3 separate regions of the Mus musculus genome follow, and regions 1 and 3 are each linked to region 2. Evidence: chromatin contacts called from public promoter capture Hi-C data. All regions are on one chromosome and are shown on one strand. The core of a region is the stretch at or near the end of the contact, and the rest is flanking DNA. Distances in the headings are between cores, read along the strand shown.

What was found. Promoter capture Hi-C pulls out the DNA fragments that hold promoters and counts their contacts.
Region 1: a promoter capture Hi-C map of liver shows a contact between it and region 2, with 2.2 times the contacts expected there. The contact joins the promoter of Luc7l3 here to the promoter of Itga3 in region 2. A contact is called at or near these places in 1 of 39 promoter capture datasets (liver) and 1 of 115 datasets of contacts at active chromatin or transcription factors (pancreatic cancer cells).
Region 3: a promoter capture Hi-C map of liver shows a contact between it and region 2, with 2.3 times the contacts expected there. The contact joins the promoter of Phb here to the promoter of Itga3 in region 2. A contact is called at or near these places in 2 of 39 promoter capture datasets (hippocampal neurons and liver) and 2 of 115 datasets of contacts at active chromatin or transcription factors (both in bone marrow-derived macrophages).

Annotation. Positions count from the first base shown.
Region 1 is chr11:94,320,704-94,324,255 of GRCm38.p6, reverse strand. Luc7l3 (LUC7-like 3 (S. cerevisiae)) reads left to right here and starts at 2,293. Exons shown (of 10, transcript NM_001361574.1): 1 at 2,293-2,566. The coding sequence starts at 2,468.
Region 2 is chr11:95,074,876-95,078,746 of GRCm38.p6, reverse strand. Itga3 (integrin alpha 3) reads left to right here and starts at 2,033. Exons shown (of 26, transcript NM_013565.3): 1 at 2,033-2,616. The coding sequence starts at 2,411.
Region 3 is chr11:95,664,896-95,668,240 of GRCm38.p6, reverse strand. Phb (prohibitin) reads right to left here and starts at 1,284. Exons shown (of 7, transcript NM_008831.4): 1 at 1,199-1,284; 2 at 90-204. The coding sequence starts at 177.

The sequences.
Region 1 (3,552 bases), core at 1,044-3,543, 750 kb after region 2:
CTTAACTGTAAACTCTTCAGATTTCTGTTTGAGGGATATATGCTAACACACTGGGAGGCTGGGGTGGGAAGACTGTCGGTCTTGAGTTCGAGGCCTCCATTTTCCACCTTACCTGGTTGGAGCTTTGCCACACTCCTCAGTCAGTGCCACAGGGAGCTGACTCCTCCACTCTGACAATAAAAAGGTTCTTTCCCTCTTGCTAATAAAGGAATTAAGAACCTGTTGGGTCTCCTCTATCAATGTGCAGAGTATATCAATTAATTTAATCTGCACACTAACACTGATGTGGGCATATAACAGAAGTTTTGTTGAGGTTTCTCTGTGTAACCCAGCTATCCTGGACATTTGACTGCCTCTACCTCCTGAGGATTATATGAGCCACCAACTTTGGGCCTCCAATTTTTAATTTTAACTTTTTAAATATAATTTACTTTATGTGCATTGGTGTTTTGCCTGCTTGTCTGTCTGTCTGGGGGCAGGGGGTGTCTGACCCTGGAGTTAGGCAGCTGTGAGTTGCCATGTGGGTGTTAGGAATTGAACCTGGGTCCTCTGCAAGAGCAGCCAATGCCAACAACTGCTGTGGCATCTCTCCAGCCCTTAATTTTTTAAAAATTACATTCTATTTTATGTGCCAGTGTCTGTGTGTGTGGATCAGCCCGTGGAGGTCAGAGGACAGTTTTCGGGAGTTGGTTCTCTCCTTTCTCTGTGAGTCCGGGGGATGAAACTCTTGTCACATTCATCCAGCTTGTCCACAGATGTCTCTCAGCTTAGTCATCTCACTAGCCCCTGGGTTTTATTTTTTTTAAAAATTGTTTTAGACAGGAACTCACACAGCAACCCATGCTGGTCTGGAACAATAATCCTTCTGGCCAAGCCTCCCAAACAAGGGGATTATAGGCCCGGTCTGCTATTCCTAGCTGAATATGAATCTTGTTTTTGAGACAATGTCTCACTATGTAGCCCTGGCTGGCCTCGATCAACTTGCCTCTGGATTGCTAGGGATTAAAAGTTTGCAAGGCCGAATTAATACTTTTAAAGAAATTCCAGGGAGTTCACCACTCAGCATGAAGAACAGAGTTTAACCTCCAGCACATACATGTAAAACAGTGGTTTATAGCTGCAGTACTAAGGAAGCAGAAATAAAAGGATTCGTAGGGCTTTCAGGCTGACAGAGAGCTCACGTCCCAGTGAGACATTCTTTTTGAAAAAGGGTTTCTCTGTATAACAGCCATGGCTTTATACAGAAACTTGTTTTGTAGACCAGGCTGGCCTCAAACTTAGATATTCACCTGCCTTTGCCTCCCAAGTGTTAGCACTTAAGAGGCAGAAGCAGGTGAACCTCTTTAATTCATAAAATCCACCTGACTCTGCCTTCCCAGTGCCTTCCTAGATAAAAGGTATACGGTGACAGCAAGCCCAGCTAAGTTTTCCTAATCTTTTGAAAGTTTAGATTGAGGAGCAATGGTGGCACGTCCTAGCACTCATAAGGCTGAGACACGGGAATCTCTGTGAGTTCGAGGCCAGCCTGGTGAGTTCCAGAACAGCTAAAGTTACAGAGAAACCCTATCCCGAAAAACAAAACCAAAAACCAAACAAAGGTGGATAGTTCCTGAGTAATGGACTCCAGAGGGTAACCTCTGGTCTCCTCTATGATTCCCTGAACACACAGTAACACATTTGATACAAAGTGAAGGAAGATAAATTCCTGGATTGGAGGTATTACAACATAATTCCTCCACCGCATATAGTCTATTCCTTGATTTTCCTCCCTAAAAATCGAGGAAGTCCGGACAAAACCGGGTAGAAGAGTTGAGGATTTAACTCGCTGGTAGAGCGTTAAGCGTTAAGGTTCCCGGTTCAATCCCCAGCATCGAACTGGGTGGGTGTGGGAAGGGTGGAGGGTGCAGACATAAATAAGGACAGGTAGAGGAGGAAGAAACTACAGCGACAGGAAAATGGAGTCTGAGCACGATCGCAGCTCGCTCTTCTTGTTTCCCTCCCTGGAAGATGGTCCCCCGCACACCACGTGGACAAAGGGACATTTTCTCCGTTTCAGGGCAGTGGCAAAGGACCCAGAGCTAGATTGCTCTTTCTCCAAGTAAAAAAGAGGCCGACACCGGCAGCCGTTAGAGCGTCCACCGCTCCGTTGGGTGGAAGGCACGGCGGGGGCGGAGTCAGTGCCTGGCGGGGCTTTGCCCCGGGCCCGGGCCGGAGGTCCCGCCCCCTCGCCGGAGAAGCCGCGCTGCCCGCCCTCGCAGCCCGGGCCTAGGCGTGTCTCCACGGGCGCACGGCATGCTGGGAAGGTGCCCGGGCGGCGGCCATTTTGTCTTCTCGGCTCCTCTCTGGAAGAGGCTTTTCGAGCTTGAGAGTGGGCCGAGGGGGCTTGGTTCGGCGGCCGGGCGGCTGGTGGGGTTTTTTATCGGGTGGGTGCTAGGGCTGGCGTGAGCAGCCGCCCGGAGGAAGCACCATGATTTCTGCCGCGCAGTTGCTGGATGAGTTAATGGGCCGGGACCGAAACCTCGCCCCGGATGAGAAGCGCAGCAACGTGCGCTGGGACCACGAGAGCGTAAGTCCCGTGGGCCTCGGGCCTGTGCCCCGGGGACTGGGGGAGGGGGAGCTGAAGGGACCCGAGGGCGGGCCGAGGCTGGCCCGAGCGGGGTGCGGCGCGATTTGGGGGGACCTGGCCGCGCCGACTGAAGCACCTGACGGCGGAGGGAGGCGGGCGTGCGGCCCAGGACGGAGGGAGGATTCCGCGCCAATCCGGGGGATAGCGGCGTTTGTTGTTGTGTGGAGGAAGTCCGGGATGGCGCTTGGCTGGGCAGAAGAAGAAGCACCTTGGTGAGGCCGAGAAACGCGGGAAAAGGAAGAAGGAAGGGCTCGCTTGATTCCACCAGAGCTCCGGGGTTTTACCGTATGAATAAGAAAGCAGGCTTCCGTTATTTGGGTGCAGTCTGTCTGTCTGTCTGTCTGTCTATCTATCTATCTATCTATCTATCTAGAGTGTGTGAGTGTGTGTGTGTGTGTGTGTGTGTGTGTGTGTGTGAGAGAGTCGGGAGTCATATAGATAGATAGCCTGACTCCCGACCAGTATTCGTGGGGAAGGACATCGTAGCAGTGCATTGCTTAGGAGTGCTGCCATTTGGACACTTCTGTGAGAAGGTAGACAGTTGAAAGACGGAACGAGGTACAGTTTTATCATGAACAGTTTTTTGCTAATGCGGTTTGATGGCCGTTTGACGCGTGCTTGATGGCCGTAGTAGACCCTCAGCTAGGCAGTTGTGAAGGTTTTTGTTTTCACATAAACTCATTCGGTCCTTTTACTCTCTTAGAAAGGTTAACTATAACTCCTGGGTCGCAGGTGAGGCTAAAGCCTCTCTCTCTCTCTCTCTCTCTCTCTCTCTCTCTCTCTCTCTCTCGGTCTCTTGGTGATCGGGAAAGCTAAATCTAATTTTTGTAGCACTGTTGAGGTTGCACTGTTCTTCGTGCATATACTGTACTGTATTTCAAGTACTTTTTATCTAGTTTTGTACGTGGAGCACACTGTCTTAGATC
Region 2 (3,871 bases), core at 784-3,283:
TTCTATAGGCTGAGGGAGTGGTCTTTGCTGCCTATGGCTTACATCTCTGGGGGTTTTGGTATGTTTGTTGTTTTCCCCCCTCTGCCCAGAACACTACAATCTACTTTATCTCTTGGGACCGGTTCCATTCCTAAAGCAGACAAGCTTCTTATCGGGAGCTAAACAGCCGGGTAGTAAATATGCATTGGTTTGTACGCAAAGACAGAGGAACAAGGCTAGAAAGGTCATCAGATCTTCTGGTATTTGCAAAGCTAAAGGAAGATAGATTGTTTAGCAGTTACCATTTTAACCAGTTAGGCGGGGCATCTAGAATTTGCCAGGCCAAAAGGGAAGTAGAAAGTAATGGAAGAGGACACTCCCATAGGAGAGGCTCCGGTCACACCAAGTCTCAACAAAATCTGATTTGTCCTAAGGGTTAATCATTAGCATAATGGTTAAGAAGGGTTCTGGGGTTAGATACCGCACTATTAGAATCTTAGCTTTGTGGCTTTAGCCGAATAGCGTAACTTCCTTGAGCCTTGGTGTTCTCATCTTAAAAGCAGAGCTAATTCCCTGATGACTGGTGTAAGGATTTCATAATCGTAGACCCGCGCCTTCCGGTGGCTCACCTCTGCTTTCTCATCTTTCTATTTAACTCCAGGCTCATCTGGGCTGCTCCTGCATCAATGTGGCCACATGGGGCTGCAAAGATCTCAAACTTACTTTATGCAGGGAAAGCTGCTTGCTCCCCCTGGTCCCTCCAGGGCTGTGTCTGATGAAGAGACAGCTCTGCTCCCATATGTAAATAGAGAGACAGGTACAGACCTGGGTTTACATAGTGGTGGCAACGACAAACTGTCAGTAATTGTCATGAGCAAAAGGACATCCTGGTCTCTAAGGGCTGCACCTTTGAGTGTAAGAGATAAGATCAGCTGTGAGGAAATGATTGTACCTTCTAAGGTCACAATGTCTAGATAGGGAATCAGACACAGAATGAGCTGGTTCCTCAAACACCGGAGCAGAATCCCATTGGATGGGCTCATTTTCTGCTTTCCCTTTTCCTTAGACTGGTGGTTGTGTAGATGTGTGTGTATACACATATATACTTGTATACATGTATATTGCCTTGAAAAAGTAGTATTTGTAAAGCAGTTAGCATAGTGCCTGCTGCATGTGCTGTTCTTATTTAATTATAAAAACATGTAGAAAACGATGCTCAGGGAAAATGAGTCTTGTTCTGCATTAGGGGAAATCTGAGTTAGACCAAAACAACATTCCATACACTCTTGGAGTTCCCTAATTCTTCCTCGGATAGTGAGATCTTTGAGTCAAGCCCACCTGTCTCCACCCAGCATCACACCTGTGGGGGCTGAGGTCCCATTCACTGCTTCGAGACAAAGGCTGCCCTTTGCTAATTATTATTTCTGATGGGTTGTCATCACCACCACTAAATATCTGTCTGGCTTTGCGGAGGAGCCGCTTCCAGCAGGGAACAGGATGAGAGGAGGCGGGTGGGCAGGAGAAATACTCCTTCATACATAACATTGAGTGTACTTAGCACGAAGAAGTTAAGTCCGGAGACCCGCAGTCACCTCTTAGGGACTCACATCACTGCGGAGGTCCGCATTCCAGGCAGCCGAACACAGTCGACCGTTCTCCGAAGAGCCAACGCCTGGTTTGTCCAGCGGGGATCGCGGTGCTGGCGGTGCCTTGAACGGCCTTTCCAGTAGCAGCCGCCGCAAGCGCCAAGCAAATCCACCTCTGGCCCCGCCCGTCCAATCCGTCTTGTACCGAAGGCGACGCTCCTAGGAAGAAGCTCTCCGCTGGAAGGGGAAATCCGGGCTTTAAGGGTTCCCGACAGGTGTCTGAGAGAGAGGGCGGAGTCGCGATAGGAGAGATGGAGAGGGAGGGGCGGCGCTGCCCCTTTAAGAGGCGGCGGCCGAGCGGGGACCTTTTCTCTTTCCCCGGAAGGAAAGCGGAGCCCGGACTGGGCGCGCAAGGTGGGGAGGTGCGGGGCTGGGCGGTGGGGAGGCGGGGCGCGCTGGGGAGGATCCCTCCCTCCTGCCCTCCTGGTGATCGAGGGCTTGCCGTTCTAAATCCTCCACCTAGCCGAGGTCCAAAGAGCTAACACCTCCAAGGGGGCGCGGCCGGGACCATCTAGGGTGTGGGGTGCTCGGAGCTCGGAACGGTGACCCGTCCACCGAACCAACGTGAGAGTAGATCCACGGATCTGGAAAACGGATTGGAAAAGCACCCGGAGCAGACGTGAAAGTGACCCGGACTAGGGTAAAAAATTGCCTGACTACCGGTGCAGCGGCTCTGCGGGCTCGGGTGTCCTCTGGTGGCGCCTGGAGCAGGTGAACCGTTCATCACTCCCGGTGCTGAGCCCTCTAGCGATTTCGCCCGGCCCCTTACGGCCCGGCCCGCAGCCATGGGCCCCGGCCCCTGCCGCGTGCCCCGCGCCCCTGGCTGGCTGCTCCGCGCTCTGGCCTTGATGGTGGCGGCTTGCGGCCGGGTCGCCTTCGCCTTCAACCTGGACACCCGATTCCTGGTGGTGAAGGAGGCGGTGAACCCCGGTAGCCTCTTCGGCTACTCGGTCGCCCTCCATCGGCAGACTGAGCGACAACAGCGCTACCTGTAAGTCAGCCTGGCGGCGGTGAGGTGGGGTGCAGAGAGAGGGGTATGTGCGCGGATACCTGACCTAAGCTAAACTGGAGCCCTGGGCCCGCTGACTTCCAGGCCTGCTGCTGCTGGCCTTTCCTTGTGAGCCAGGATTAAGAGGGCGGGTAAGACGGCAGTTCTCCGATTGTGGGGCTTGGCGGCAAGTGGAGGAAGGGGGTGGGGGGAGGGGGGCAGTAATCATGGCAAGTGCTGACCTGGCCAGAACCTGTCTAGACGCGACCGCTCCACATTTCAGACATCTTCGGAAGTAGGGTCTTTGTTGCCCAGCACCCTGAGAATCCAGTACCTAACATTAGCTTCTTTCCCGGGCTAGGAGAACTCTGTATATTAAACACCTATTACATCGCTCTTCCCCTCCTCCTTGAAGAGAACCGAGAATATATGCGTTCAAATCCCTATTAGCCCTCTCATTTAGCCTGTGGCCAGAGCAGCCACGCCCTCTGCAGAACCAGGCTGGACCACACTTCTCAAGGGCTTGGCATTGCAGAGTGAGGTGATGAAGAGGCTGGGCATTCGGAGCTGTCCAGAGACTTCCTCTTGCCCCTAGAGGAACGGACAGTAGAAGACAGAGGAGGCGCTGTCTTCTACTCTGAGGCCAGAGCCCACCCGGAAGCAGTGGGGGTACTCCCACCAGACATCTCCCTGCATTCCACAGATTCATGTTGAATCAGCAGCCCTGAGTGTGTTTGTTTTGGTTTGAAGAGGGGAATGGTGTTTTCTCTTTTCTTCTGCTCTTTGCAACAGCTGCAAGAAGCGGGAAGAGCCCAGCAGAGTGGAGGAGGGGAGGAGATTGCATCCAGCCACCTGCCCCTCCCTGAGCACACTCATGCCCAACGGGTCATGTCCAGGTGTCTGAGGTTTCTCTGCATAGGTTCTGTGTGCTTAGGTTGGCTAGCTGAGGGAAGAGGGTGACCAGAGGTGGTGAAACTGCCCAGGAGGGACAGTGATGATCCATCATATAAGCCCCTCCTACCTTTTTGAGCTGGGTGGTCTGCCAGGCATTTACTCCTGCCCGGCCTCTGACAGTTCCTAAATCAGAAGACACAGTCAAGGTAAAAAGTGTTGAAACCTCTCCCTGCTCTGACTGGGGCCTGTAGAAACTTGAGGAAGTTTGGAATGTTCAAAGTCCAACTCAACGTCAGTCTTTGCCTCTGTCCTGCTGGCCCAGCCCTTGTCCGTACTGCCCACCTGGACTTAGTCTCTACCCTAC
Region 3 (3,345 bases), core at 35-2,534, 590 kb before region 2:
TAAATAAATCTTTTTTTTTTTTTAAAAGGAATGACACATGGGCTATGCAGATCAACAGAAACTATGCAGAAAGCTCTTCCGCGCCTCACCATTATACAAAGCAGAGTTCACCACGCCTCCTGCAACTGCCAACGCCAGGCCGAACTTTCCAATGGACTCAAACACTTTGGCAGCCATGACTCCTTCTGTTGCTTCCACTCACACCTAAACACGGGGTAAACATAAAACACTTTGACACCAGATTCTCAGAGAAAGCCCGCTCTGAGGCACAGAGTTCATGTCTCAACATACATTTTCATATGTCTACACCTGTGGGCCCAAACTCACTCACTGAACGCCCCATAACACTGACCACCTTGCAAACTGTAGATCATGTCTGCGTTTGTGGACGTGTTTCTTTACAACCATTCAGAGAAAGAGTCTGCGACACTTGGCTCAGCGTAGGAACGGTGCTTTGTACCCACGAGGAACTTAGTACACAGAAAAACCACACTCCCTTTTCCTAGACCAATAGGCCACAAGCGAGACCGGTGCTACACGGCTGAAGCCAACAACAAAAAGGGCAATTTCTGTTAACATTTAAGTTACACGGTCTCCGACAGCCTTGTTTAACCTTCAGTTACTTTATGAAGGTTATGACTGCTGAAGTGCATAGAGAGGTTATACTCTTAAGTAGTAGAACCAGGGTTAGAATGAGAAGACCGAATTCTAGAAGACATTGTAGAACTCCTCCCCATACCAGTTAATAGGAAAGCAGGGGCTGGCAGGGGTGCAGCGAGGCAGAGCGGTGAAGGACTGGAGGTGGGGCTGCGGCGGGACGGGTGGGGGCACGTAGCTGACAAACTAGAAACCAGTTAGCCTTGAACTTTTTAATGTCCCGCCCCTGCGTCACCCTTGGTACAATCCTCAAACTCGCCCTCCCCTTTCTCAGACTTCAACTGCTTGTGTATCGGGATTTCTCCATGCACATTTATCCTCTGTCTCTGACATCCAGCTCTTTTTACTCCACCAGCTTCTGGATTTTTCCTCATCCTGTCCCCTCCCCTTGCACATTCCTAACTCCTTCTGGACCGAGATTTCCCCCTTCTCCACTAGGCGTACCCACACATGCATCCCATGCCCTCATTGTACATAGGAAAGCAGAGGCAGGCTACAGGGACATAGGACCAGAGGCCTCTACCGCTCCTACCACGCTTACCTGCTTTCACTCTGACCTCCACATGAATTCCCCAGCTCCGGATACTGCGCGTGCGCCAGGCAGCTCCTCCCCCCCCCCCGACCCCCGCCTCTTCAAGATCCGACCCTTCAATTGGTGAAGCCGAGCGACGTGCATTCTGGGAAACGTGTTTTGCAGTCTTCCGCGGGCTCTGTGGCTTTAATGAGGTCAACTACAACTCCCAAAAGATCATGCAGCAACGGGCTCTTTCAGGAAACCCGTTTCTGACTGGTGAGAACGGATGGGATGTTGCCGCAAAGCCTTTCGGGAGTTGTAGTTCCTTGGTAATATATGCACGTGCCTATTCCTCAAGGAGGTGGTTCCAGAAGCCGGAAGCAGACTGGATCGGAAAGGAGTTGGGCTTCCACTTGGTAGAGGAAATCACAAGGTGGTGAAGGAATGGGTGGGCATTTTGGATAAAGGTGAGGTAAAATAATTCATGCACTGAGAGACTGCTAGGGAAGTTAAGGACAGCCCTCAGGGACGTAAGATGTTGATCTTCCAAGCCACTCCATAACCTTAAAAACGGCTTAGAAAGAAGAGGAAGGGAGTCGGTCATTCAGGTCTTGCAATACTTCAGTAAAGGCTCTTGATTTAGGGTCTAAATCTCTGGGCATCTTTTTTTCCAAGTTATATTCGAGGAATTGCAAAAAAGGGACGGAGATCATGTGTATGGCTTCTCAAGTTCACCTGTTGTCAACAATTTGCGTATTTGTTGTTGTTTTTGTTCCATCTCCTCGCCTCCCTCCACTTTTCTCTTTCTCCTACTATTCTCTAAGATCAAGGATATCTATCCTCTTACTTTTTGTTTTGTTTTGTTTTTTGTTTTTGTTTGTTTGTTTGTTTTCGAGACAGGGTTTCTCTGTGTAGCCCTAGCTGTCCTGGAACTCACTCTATAGACCAGGCTGGCCTCGAATTCAGAAATCCGCCTGCCTCTGGCTCCCAAGTGCTGGGATTAAAGCGTCCGCCACCACGCCCGGCTACTATCCTTTTACTTAAGTAAATATTATCCATGTCTGCATTCCAATTTTGCCAATTAAGCAAATAGTGACTTTTATAGCATTCCTCTCCATGACACAAATCTAAAATGAAGTAGTTTATTTTTTTGGGCTTGTTGCTCCCGAAATACAAACTCTCCTGAGAATATCTGTAAAGAACATGAAAACCCCTGGCACTGTGGCGCAATGGATAGTGCATTGGACTTCTAAGAAAGACCTGCTCCTTATTCTTAGCTTAACTTTTATTTAAAAGATAAAATGCAATTTTAAATTTGCAATCGGTATTTATTTCTTATTAAAATATAAGAAGCCAGATATACATTTAAAAGAAAGGAAGAAAGAAAACGAACGAACGAACATGAAAGCAAGCTAGGTGCAGTGGTGCACGACTTCAATCCCAGCACCCAGGAGGCAGAAGCAGGTGGCATCTGAGAGAGAGAGAGAGAGGGAGAGAGGGAGAGAGAGAGAGAATGTGAAGACACAAGGAAGACTATTGGGGTGGAAGAGAGACTGGAAGGGCCTGGGGAGGGTAAATAAGGTGGTGAATATAAGTGAAATACTTAAAATTAATAAAACAAATACATTTTGTTAGAAAAAAAAAAGTGTGATGGCCGGGCAGTGGTGGTGCATGCCTTTAATCCCAGCACTTGGGAGGCAGAGGCAGGTAGATTTCTGAGTTTGAGGCCAGCCTGGTCTACAGAGTGAGTTCCAAGACAGCCAGGACGACACACAGAGAAAGGTCTCGAAAAACCAAAAAAAAAAAGTGTGAATGATGTTACATAACTCAAATGGGCAAGAATCAATCAACATACGAAGAGCTTTCCCTCCTAATAAACGATTAAATAGGTGAACCACAGATTTTGAAACTTAGTGTTTGCAAGGGTTGTTGGCTTCACAAAGGAAGAGAAGGAGGGCACAGCAAGTGAAATTGCTGAGGCAGAACACTTGCCTACAGTGCGCTAGGTCTTCAGTTCCAACCTCAGCACTGTAAAACAAAACAGTACTTATAAAATATTCAAAATGGGCAGAGGGCTGGAGAGGTGGCTGGTTGGCTGTTAAAATCAGTGGTGCTCTTCCTGAGAACCTAAGCCTGGTTTCCAGCACATGGCAGGTGACTCTCAGAGACCTGTG